Linked DNA regions of Sus scrofa: region 2 is linked to region 1. The links are chromatin contacts, called in public Hi-C maps. All regions are on one chromosome and are shown on one strand. The core of a region is the stretch at or near the end of the contact, and the rest is flanking DNA. Distances in the headings are between cores, read along the strand shown.

What was found. A called contact is a pair of places that touch in the nucleus more often than the background predicts.
Region 2: a contact with region 1 is called in a Hi-C map of subcutaneous adipose tissue, with 3 times the contacts expected there. A contact is called at or near these places in 4 of 5 promoter capture datasets (fetal liver, fetal skeletal muscle and liver), 14 of 47 Hi-C or Micro-C datasets (alveolar macrophages, brain, embryonic fibroblasts and 7 more) and 1 of 2 datasets of targeted methods (skeletal muscle).

What each region holds. Positions count from the first base shown.
Region 1 is chr3:70,571,203-70,577,043 of Sscrofa11.1, reverse strand. LOC100521659 (cytochrome P450 26B1) reads right to left here and starts at 3,493. Exons shown (of 6, transcript XM_003125033.5): 1 at 2,517-3,493. The coding sequence starts at 2,720.
Region 2 is chr3:70,759,034-70,764,867 of Sscrofa11.1, reverse strand. No RefSeq gene overlaps it. Among named protein-coding and RNA genes, the nearest start is that of DYSF, 480 kb to the left of the region's middle.

The DNA.
Region 1 (5,841 bases), core at 2,244-4,743:
CAGACTCGCGGAAGCGGGCTCCAAGACCTGAGGGGTCATGCCCCCCCGAAGGGACTACTTGGCTTCCTCTTTTCCTGGGTTGGTCCCCCTCCCCACTTTCCTTTCTTCCACAGAAAAGTGTTCTCCAGCTAGATGTGTACACACCCCAGCCCCGCTGAAAAGTGACTCTGCAGAACCTGGAGCCCTAATCACTTTTCCACATGTGCCTCCGGGCTGGGCGCGCGACAGGGAGCGGGCCCCGAGCGTCCGCTCCTCCAGGAGGGGGGCTGGGCCGCGTGGGACAACGCCCCACTCCCAGGTTGGCTGGTAGGGGAGACTCCCGCCACCGTGCCGCGGTTCTAGACGGCGCCTACCCCTTTAAGAGAAATCTGGGCGAGGGTGGAGGTGTGACAAGAGGGGGGTGAGGAGCGGGGTTCCCTCCCTCGGTCGGCTGTACGGGTCTCTCTCACAGCGTCTGACTCTCCTCTCCTCTCCTGCGTTTCCTCTGTTTTTCTTTTCTTTCGACACAAAAGTTGGGTTGTGAATTTTCCGAAGTCGCCGCCGCCTCTCTCCCGCCCCCCCCCCGCTTCTGATCTGCCTAACTATAATTAAAGTGCGTTTTTTGTGGCATTAATAAAGAGTTATTTGTCCGCCGTTTCCACGGTCTTCACAAAGAGGACTTTCATAGGGGCGGCCGCTCGAGCCGTGAGTCCAATTTATACAAAAATGTTGTATTTTTAGCCCTGGGCTCTGTTTAGATGGTGCACGGTGGAAACGGAGAGCCCTTGGAGGTCCCCCCGTAAAATCTGATAAATGACTCCGAAAAAATAAAGCTGGGATTCAGAGGGCTCCCATTAACCCCTTCAGTGCTGTTCTACATGCATCCCTAATTTCCCTTCCACCGCAGAGTCAAGAGTCCCGGTGGCTGATGGACCAGCAGGCGTAGGCCTCCTCTCCTTTCCCCACCTTACGTGGGAGTTGGATGCGGAACTCCAGGGGCCCTTGTGGGATTCGGAGAAAAGGTCAGGGGGACTTGGGGAGGGGTGGAGGTCAGGAAAGAGGGGGCGGTGACAGATCTTGAATTCTGCAGATTGACTCTAACAAGTCAGGGGTGCCCAAGCCCCAGTGAATTAGTCTATTTCCTAAATTCTCGGCCAAAAGCCTAGACCACCGCTGCAGTTAACCCTTTAAGTATGTTGGCACGGGAGAGGCTCTAGGGATTTCCTTATGGCGGATCGGGATCCCACTGGTTGAAGTGAGCCCCACCTTGTTGCAAGAACAACCCCTAAAAGAGGTGGGCTGATTTCGGGGACTTGGGAAGACCACAGGGCAGAGGAACCTCTCGTGCCCCTCCCGCCCCCGCTCTACTGTCAATTGGCGCGCGGCAAGGCGGGGCGGGGCCGCGCAGGGTGTCTGTGTGTTCGCGCGGATTGCACGCGTCTGTTAATTTCAAGCCAAGCTTTCGCGTTTCCAAACCCACAGGTCTCTGCGTTCACCTTCCGCCTCAGCTCTCTCGCGCCTGGGCTGCCTATTTCAGTACCGCGGTCCTTCTGCTAACTCCCATCAGCATCTGGACAAGCACGCGTGCACACGCGCATACAACACACCTCCCACGGTTAACCCAGAGGACCCCCCTCCCCAAAGAAAAACTTGACCTGTATCAAATTGCAAAAGCGATTGTCTAGCACTTGAGGAGGTTAATTACAGGTTAATCACCCCATTACCTACCTGGGTCTGGTCCCCGACGCGCCCACCCCCATTATCGCCAGCAGTGTGAGTTGTGCGGCGGCGTCTAACAACAAACACATATGCACTCTATGGATCGCACACTACTCCCAAGTTACTCTCCCCTGCTACACTGTCCCCACCCAGTAGGTAAACAGACCCTTTTCTCCGAAAGCTGAGACACTTCGGTCTCAGGCTTCTCATTTTCCTTGAGTTACCTCCTTCCTCCCCCACCACAAAATACACACACTTTCTCGGACCGTAGACCGCGGCAATTGTACCTGGCGTGGCTGGTGACACGGCGGGAACACAGCCTGGGCCTTAAGGGGGCAATTCTGTCTGCCACTGGCCCTCTCTTTTTCTCCCTGACTCTGTGTTGGGGTCCCAGTGACACTGACAAAGCCCGAGAAGTCGACGGTGACTGGGCCTGAAGCGCGAAGGATGGGAGCGGGGCGAAAGCGGCTCACGACTGGACACCCCCTCCGGCTCGCGCTGCGCGGGGAGCCCTGGGCACGCTCCACGTACCCCTGTGAGTCGCTCGCGACTGGAAAAAGTCGGTCTTCGGAGCCCTCTCGGGTCCGGGAACCTCTCTTACCAGCCCTCTGAACCTGCTCGCCTGGCGCCTGCAGGCTCCCAACCGCGCCGAAGGCGGGCAAGGGAAGCCCAGGCGGCTCGGGCGGAGAGGAGGGAAGGGGCGGGGCGGGGACCGGTGCCTTCAGGCTCCCGGCGCCCCCTGGCCGGTCCGCGGCTCCATCCGCCGGGTGCTCGCCGCTAGCGGACCCTGGAGAGCAATGGAGCGATTGCGCCCTTACCTGTAGCAGCCAGTGGCCGGTCTCTCCGATGAGCGGGAAGCCCATGGAACCCTTGGGGATGGGCAGCTTGCAGCTCTTGTCTCGGGTGGCAGCCCAGCGCAGCTGCCACAGCTGCTGCGACACCGCCAACAGCAGCGTCACCGACACCAGGCACGCGGCGAGGGTGGCCAGCGCCGACACCAGCTCCAAGCCTTCAAAGAGCATGTTGGCGGCCGCTCGGGGGATTGGCTGTGCGGGCCGCGGCGGGGGAGGGGAGGGCCGGACGAGAAGGGACGGAGCGGCGGGGGAGGGGAGGCTGCGGCCAGGGGTCCTGGCACCTCCAGCCGAAACAGAGAAGGAGCGAGGGGCCGAGGGAAGGGAAGTGGAGGCTGCGAGGGGAGCGGAGAGACCGGGGGAAATCGCCTAAAAGAAGAGAGAGAGGAGACACGAGGCGACTCGGAGTGTAACTTTGTTTGTTTGTTTGTTTGTTCCCTTATAGCGGGCTTAGGGGCTGCTCGAGGGGTAGTGAGATGAAGCTGTGAATCAAGCTGGTGGATTAGCTCTCCCCGCAACCATCACACTCGGAAAACTTTGGAAAACTTTGTCCAGCAGGAGCCTCTCTCGTAAGCCCCTTCCCCTGCTCGGAAAAAAAAAAGAAGAAGAAGAAGGGGGGACAGAGAACTAGCGGAGAGAAAGTGCGATCGATTTGTCAAAAGTTTTCCCCTCAAATTCCTAGCTTAAAAAAGGAAGAAAAAAAAATTCTGAATCCCCAAATTCCAACGAACCCAGAAACTTTGGGTGCGAGGGGGAAGGCTCCCCGTCTGAGGCGAGAGGAGTGGCCGAGCCCAGCGCCCCTGGGCTGCCCCGGGCGGCGCGCAGGAGCCCCAGAGTCGCTGCTGCACCCCCGAGGCGGGCGCGGCGGGCGAGGTGGCGCGGCGGGCGCGGGTGCGGAGCCGGCGGACCGCGGCCAGACGGGACGCAGCCGGCGACAGAGCCCCGGGCGGGCGCTGGGGCGGCGGAGGCGGCGGCGGCGGCGGGCGGGAGGGGTGAGGCGGGGTGGGGTTGGGGGAGGAGGTGAAAACCGGAGCTGGGCTATTGTATCAATTAAGAAAAGGCAGTCCGTCCCGGGACGCAGTCTCTCGGCTCTGGAGTTGCTGCTGGGGGAAGAAAGGGTGGGGGGAGAAAGGAAGGCAAAAGGAATGAAAGAGGAGGAAAAGCAGGAGGCAGGATTTCAGGGTTGATGGTTTTAAAAGCTTCTCTCAATTTGAATTTGTCTGGAAAGCCAGGCGATGCGTGTGTTTATATAGAGGCGGGAGGCTGCGCCGTGGGCGCTCCGCCAACCCCCCACCCCCCCACCCCCCTGCGCCGGAGGCGTGGTGAGAGGCCGGCGGCCGGAGCGTGTGAGCGCCCGCCGGCCTCCCGCCCCGCCCCGGCCGCCCGCCGCCCGCCGCCCGCCGCCTGCCCCGGACCCACTTGTAGCCGCAGCAGGATCAAACTCAGTTCACCTCTCGCCTTCTCTTCCTTCTTGCCGGCGTCTCGCTGAGCCCGGCACCTACAGACGGACAAGATGAGACACACACACACACACACACACACACACACACACACACACGGTGCGCACTCGCACGGTGCCCGCTTGGCTGCTAGGATACTTCCCTCCTTCTTTTCCTCCTTCCCGGGGCCCCGGACTCCTTCTCCCACCCCAGGCAGTCCCGAGTGGGCTGTCGCCCCAGCAGCGCAGGTCTTGGCCGGACTACCCCTCTACTGTGGGGCGCCAAAAGCCCCTGAACCTGTGCTTAGGGACCCCTGCTCCTATCCCGAGGAACCCCGCTGGCTCCTATCTCCCTGGACCCCTTCATCCTCTCCTTTGCCACTCCCAGCCCCTCCTAGCTGGGGTCCCCCATCCTGGATCCGGACATCTCCAAACTTCAGAGGCCAAGGTTCCTTCCCCCTCCATACATCTTTTCTCTTACACTGCAGGACCCCGAAGTTCCCCTCTCCCCATCCACGTTCCGGGCAGCTGACGTTGCAGCCTTCCTCTCAGATACTTCGAGACCCCCTAACTTTGTAGTTCCCTCAGACCCCCGCAGCGTCAGAGGAACCCCGATGCTGGTCCCAGTGACTGTCCCACGCAGAGGACAAATGCGGCGGCCCGGGCACCCGGAGGCGGGAGGAGTTGGGTACAAACGTTCATTGATGAATTAGTAAATAAACATGCCGGGTGAGCTCTGCCACCCTCTCCCAGCCGGCCGCTCAGGGCCCAGAGCGCGTGCCTGTGCGAGATGTGCGTGTGGCCCGGGGCCGCACCTGTGTGCGCGCGCGCGTGTGTCCCCGGGTCGGCCCGACGTCTGTGGAGCTGTGTGGTATGTCTGCGGGTTTGGGTGTTCTCTTTGGTGCTCTGCGTGTGTCTGTGCATCGTGCACCCGTCTGTCATCCGGCCTCTCCTCCTGCATGTCTGTGATACACGGAGTTACGCGTGCCGCGTGCCAGCCCCGACATTGTCTAGCTTGAGCCTGGCTCGCCCTCTCCCGCGCGTCGTTTCCCTCAGCCGGCCCCCTTTCTCCGTCGTTCACTCTCACACTTGCAGAGCAGAAGACCTAACCTTTAGTTAGGATGGTATGTGTGTAAACGAAACTAGATTCCCCTTTTAACAGCTCCCCTGCACCCGATACGAGTTCTACTTTAGAATCCACCAGAAAAGAATGTGTGCGAGTATCGGGTGAGCATCGGCGTTATCCCTCCCTGTGTGAGCGCTTCCGAGGTTGATGTGGCGGGCGGAGGTTTAAGAGCTGGTCTCTTGCTTGAGCGCTGGGTCATCTCTCCTCTCACTCTCTGCCCTGGAACCCCACCTGGTGGACAGTTGTAGCACTACAGGTTTAGGGGGAAGCAATTCCTGCTCCCCCTTCCCTCCTCTCGGTTCACAATGGAAGATCACCCCTAAAGGGCCCCCGCTTGTAGGCTCCTAAGTGGCCCCACTCCTGTCTCAGTGCCCTCAGACTTCCGCCCCATGCGGCTTGGGGCTCAGACACTCATAAAGTCCGGATCAGGACCACTCTGACTCCAGAAATAGAGACCTGGGGCACATCCTCACAACAGGGAGGTTTACAGGACTGTCAACTCTGGACTGGGTACCCAGGAACCCTGAAACCAAAACCACACCATTCCCTGTGTGGGGGGTGGGTAGGTGAAGCTGGACAAGAATGGTGCTGGAGGAGATTGTTGAGGCTCTGCCGTTTTGAAGCTCCCTAAGAGTCTAGCTTGACCCGCAGACACCGCACTCTCCAGAGGTGGCAAAATAGGGGGCAGATGACCCTGAGGAACCCACCTGTGAAGACAGCAACCTCTG
Region 2 (5,834 bases), core at 1,423-3,922, 190 kb before region 1:
GTGGGGATGAGGGAGGCGTAAGGCTAAGGTGAGAGCTCAGGAGTGGCCCACTGGAAGTACCCATGCGTGCGCATGTGCATGTGAGGGTGGTGGCGGGGGGAGTGTGATGGGGTTGGCACCAGCCTTTCTTTGCCCCAGGGGCTCATCCGGACTGCTGACTCTGCCTCCTATTCCCACTGTTTGACCTCACCTTAGTGTCCACAGCTTTCTAGGACTCCTTTTCTCACCCGTAAAATTACTTTGATGCTGGTCCCTCCACCACCCAGCTCATACCCATCCCTCGCACCAAGCCAAACACCTGCTTCCTCCAGGAAGGCCTCCCTGACTGCCTGGGCCCTTCTCGGTCTGTGCCCCTGGCGTTCCCCACACTGTAACCGCTGGACCACAAGTGTTCCTTCTCCCATGAAGCCCACAGTGCCTTCATGTGGCTGAGCCACAGCAGGTGTCGATAAATGATGCCGAGGCAAATTTGATTTAGAGCAGAGCTGGGAGAACCAGGAGTGGGAGGCAAGGAACGGCAAGGCCACGGGCTCCCAACTGCTGAGCTAAAAGTGGAAAGTACACTCACAGCCGCGGAGGCTTGGCCTTCTTCCTTCTCTCTCCATCTGTTTTGCAAGGAAGGGAGCAGAGAGAGGCCACAGCACATGTTACTCACTTGCTGGAGTCACGGGTTGTGGCATTTGGGGACAGGGTCAGGGAAGGAGGCGGCCTTCCCGTCCCTAGGAACGGCCTCTCCCACTCCCCCGCTCATCTGGGCCCCAAACTCAGGGCACTCCTCACCCCTCACCCGCACATCCAGCCCGCAGGAAGTCCAGCCAAGTCTTTCTCCAACACATTCTCAAACCCATCCACTTCTGTCCCTCCAGCAGATGGTGCCTTGTCCAGGCCATCGTCTTCACCCCCCTGGACCCCTGCAACAGCCTCCTCTCTTGTCGTGCTGCTCCCCTTCTGTTCCCTCTCATCCGCTCCAGCCAGACTGATGTTGCAAAATGTTGGTTGCACGACTTCCCTGCTTAAAGCCTTTCAAAGGTGTCCCCACCGCTCTTTGAATAAAATCCAGGCTCCTGGCCCTGGCCTTCCAGACCCTTCCAATGAGCCCCTGCACCAGCCTCACACCTCCTGCTTCTCCTGCTGCCTCCTCCTCACTCCCTGCGCTACAGCCACATCAGCCCCAGGCAAGACCGCCCTCTCCCCTCCCGGTCTTTCATCTCTGGCTCTTCCTCCACCAGGAACCCCTCCCCATGACTCTGCCTCTGGCCGCTCATTGACCTGTCATTCAGGAGCACACTGCCAGGTGCTGGCCAGCACTGGCTGGATGACCGAGGGATTGGTTGTTAGAGATATTGTCAGCTCTGGGGCGCTTCAAAAGGAAGGCTCACCAGCCCCAAGGCAGCCCAGAGGGGACTGCTTCCAACCCTAATCAGAGGCTGCGTTTTTTATCCCTCCTGGTAGGAGACACAGACCACTCTGGGTTCCCAGAAGAGCAGGGATTCCCCCAGCCCATGCCCGGAGGAGGCTGAGGTCCGTCCCTCATGCCTGGGTGGGCATTGGGAAGGCTCAGCAGGGAGGCCGGGGCTGTCGTTCACATCACCGGGGGTGGTGCCCTGGGACCTGTTAGGTACACAGTCTACAGGGTCACGTGCAGCACCCCGTGCAAGTTACTGCTGGAGACTGCTTCTCAGGGGAGCTGCAAAAGAAACCAGTGACGGCTTGGTGCTGGAGGAGAAGTCAGGGAGGAAAGGCAATGCGTGGCCACGTTCAGGTCTTCACACAATGGTTTCTGCAGGGACAGCTTTATTTCATGCTTGTTTTGCTACAAAGATCTCTGGTTAAGGTACTAAATCTTAAGTGATCGGCAAAAGGCAAAATGACAGTATCTGACCCCATCTTCCCTTCCATCCTGTGGGAAACCGAACTCAGAGACCAGCACCTCCCTTGCAGACACTGGGGCGACCTCACGAGAGGAGAGGTGTAAAGCCCCCAGCACAGTGTCCGTCACAGGTCTTGTCGTGGGTTGTATGGACAGGGATGGGGATGTTGGAACAAGGTGACCTTTCCGGCACCTCTAAAATGATACTGCACAGAGAAAGAATTAGCAGAAAGTCCAGAAAAGGGGGAAATGACAGTAATGCTTCTCGATATGCTTCTAATTTGGAGATCCTGGCAGAAGGCTGGGAGACAGCGTGGCAGGGTGAGTGGAGCCCTGACCCAGAGCCAGGAGCCGGGGTCAAGCTGCTGCTCTGTCACAGCCTCAGGGGCCCTCTGCCATCTCCCTCGGCCTCCATGTCCCCTCTGCCCATGAAGGGGCCAAGGGGAGAGCCCCCCAGCCCGGCTCCCGCCAGCACAGCAAGTCTGGGATTCTATTTAAGAACGCGCAGCCCATCTGGTTCCCATTGAGCAGGCTGCGTTTTCTCAAGTGCCGCCCCCCCCCCTTGCAATCCAGATTCCCACCATGTGACCCCATCTTCTCCCAATGGTGTTCTGTTTTATGGCTTGTTGTTCTGCGTGCGTGATTTGAGTTTGGGGACTTTTTTTTGATCCCCCCCACACACAGACTTCCCTCCCTCTTCCAGAAAACGTGGAGCCTGAACTTTTGACTGCCTGCAACCCTCAGGGGGATGGTGATGAGGACAGAGGGCAGGAGGAGATGGATGTCTCCGCCTGTCTCCTACTGCCGATTTCTCCGTTGCTTCATTTGTTTCTTCTCTGTTTGAAGCGCTGCTCCTGATGGCCCCTCACATGAATCAGTCGAGAGCTGAGGCCAGAAAGGAGGCTGGAGAGAAGGGATGGGTTCAGTTCAACAGTTCAAGCCACATTTATGGAGCTGCCCAGGCCTGTGCGTGCTGGAGCTGCAGAGGGGAGGGCCGGCTCGGGGCCCGAGACCGCCACACACTGGTGGGAGAGGCACGGAAATCACCCCGAGAGGGGCTGAGCGCTCCCACGCGGTTGTTCCCAGGACCCCAGGGCGAGACTAGAGAAGACCAGGAGCTTCTCTGTGGCCGGGAGGGCCCGAGAGAAGGCTTTCCAGAGGATGTGCTGCCCAGTCATTGGTTCACTGAGTCATCCCACAGCTAATGATGAGCCCCCTTGTAGGTGCCAGGCCTGGTGCTGGGTACACTGTGTAGAGCGCAGTGAGCAAAACGAATGTGGTCCCCACACCCACGGACGGAATCCAGTCTCTAGGAAAAGAAAGGCACTGAACACATGTTAGGAAACATTTATATATACATATGTAGTTATAAAGTGTGAAAATGCTCACAGCATTTATAAAGGGGTCACGTTTAAATGAGCTGATCCTTAAGGGAGTGGCATTTAAGCGAGACGTGAAATGGTAGTGTTAGCAGGCAAAGTGGGCCCCTGACAGGGGCAAGTATATGTCTCTCGGGGTGCTGACGCCTAAAGGAGCTGCAGTCCTCGAAGCGGCTCAAAGAAGGGCCAATCGGCAGGAATGTGGGGGTGCGATGCGGCGAGCGAGAGGCGAGCCAGGAGAGGCAGGCTGGGGCCAGTCCATCTGGGCCATGGTGAGGCTAGGAGTCATTCCGAGGTCAAGTTTAGGGGTCGGTCTGAAACTGGGCTTAGTGCTCCAGCACCAGAGCAAGAGGCTGCGCTCCAGCTGTGGCCAGGGTTAGATGTTTGATGCCAGAATTAGGGGTTGGTCTGTGGCCAGGGTTAAAATCAGTCTGAATCCAGGGCCCGAGTCATTCTGAGGTCAAGTTTAGGGGTCAGCCTGAGGACAGTATTAAGATCAGTCATCCGTTAAATATTCACTGAGCGTCTCCCTGGCCAGCTCCCGAGGAGTACAGTGATGGGCTTGACAGCATCGCTTGTCTTCCTGGAACTTGGAGTTGAACGGGAAAGACAGTCAAGAAAGAATCGCCTGATCCTGGGTTCATTAATTACCACTGCACTGAGCGCTACAGAAGAGAACACTAGGTGCCTGGAGACCTTGGGTGAGGTGTCCTCAGATTATTATGGCCACGGAGCAAATGACTCCACACCTCTGCTGCAAACAACCCTCCGTTATGCTCAGAGAATCAGTGGGTTGGGAACTGGAAAGGCACGGTGGGCATGGCTAGTCTGCTCCACACTGCCTGGGGTTCGGCTGGGCAGAGCCCAAGGCTGGGAATGGCTCTATAGCCGGGAACTGGAATCATCCGAAAGCTCCTCTGTCACACATCTGGCACCTGGGCCATGACCGATGGCCAGAGTACCTGCATGTGTGCTCTGCATGGGGCTTGGCTTCCTCAGAGTATGGCGGCTGGTCTAAGGTGTCCAGGACCTCTTCCGAGTTATAGGAAGCAGGCAGAAGCTGCACTGCCGTCTCTGACCCAGGCTCTGAAGCATCACCGGAAGCATGTGATGCCTCACTGTGCTCTGTTGTTCAAGCAATCAAGGGAAGGGGAAGAAACCAGAAACGAGGGAAGGGGAATTAGATGCCACCCTCCGTGGGGCAAGACACAGGAGTCCGTGGGAGGATGAGGAACGGAGAAGCTCGACATGGACCAGATTCCAAGCACTTGCTCTCCTGCACAGCAGAGGCCTGAGAGTTTCGTGGATCTCACGGTTACAGGGCAGAACAGGTGGATCAGAGATATTTGGAAATCTGTAGAAAATGCCATCCGCCGACGATACCAGCAGGGGGCAGGTCAGATTGGGCTGTGCTTTTGGGCTTCCTGAACAGCATTGAGAGAGAAGGGAAGAGAGTTTGCTTTTGGAAGGCACAGCAGCCTCTGGCTCAGTGGGAGCCAATCAATGCGTTAGGCAGCCCCAAGCCCGCAGGACACAGGAGTCGATGGGAGGTGGGAGTCGGTGGGAGGATGAGGAACGGAGAAGCTCGACATGGACCAGATTCCAAGTACTTGCTCCCCTGCACAGCAGAGGCCTGAGAGTTTTGTGGATCTCAGCGCTAGTGCTTTACTCCAACATCCGGTTTCCCTTTATGAGACAGGGGTTAAATTCTCCTGATCTGGGCGGATCAGAGGCCAGGCATACTCCAAATTGATTTGGGGTTCCCTGAAGCTCCAGGAACCCTCAGGCAGGCGTAACTTTGATGGGAGGCCATATTTTAAAAACTTTTGGTGCCTCACAGATGGTCATTGTTAATAACATGTTGCTGATGGAATTAGACGGTTTGTGAATCAAATTCCATATGAAATACACCAGGAATTCCTGGCCTTAATGGAGTCCTAAACGGAAGAGTAGTTTGTAAAGTGGAGAATTTCTCCAACTGTAGTTTTTTGTTATGTTTTGTTTTGTTTGTTGTTTTCTTTCTCTTTCTTTTTTTTTTTTTTTATAATGCAGAATTGGTGTCAGCCTCTATTGGTGACTCTCTTCCCTGGCTCCGTTTCCTTTGCTCACTTTGGTCTTTCACTGCCATCTGGAGCTTTGCCTCCTGTCCTGGGGGGATGAGAGGAAAAGAAACGGGTTCCAACAGCAGCAAGGATTGAAATCAGAAGTGGACAGAGCCTGAGTTACGTGGGTCTCTGGGAAAAATGAAAACAGCTGGAGCAGGCACCGACCTGAAGTCTGTGAGGATGAAATCTGGGCAACACTGCTTCAGGGGCTCCCACGTGTGGCGTGCAAAGGGCCTCACAAAGGAGCCCTGGGCGCTGGTCATGGTTGCACTGCTAACTCCCTGAGCGTCTTGGCGCCTGATTCTGCGCCTCCGTGGCCCACCCCAGCGGAGTCACTGCTGAAATCCATTCCTCAGCTCTTGGGCCCTGATCCCAACAGCACCCGCCCCACCCACCTCCACCCCTGCACAGTGGCTGGAGCTCTGCACTATTCTGGCCATGACCCCTTCCTCGCTGACCTTGGGAAACTCCCTGAACTTG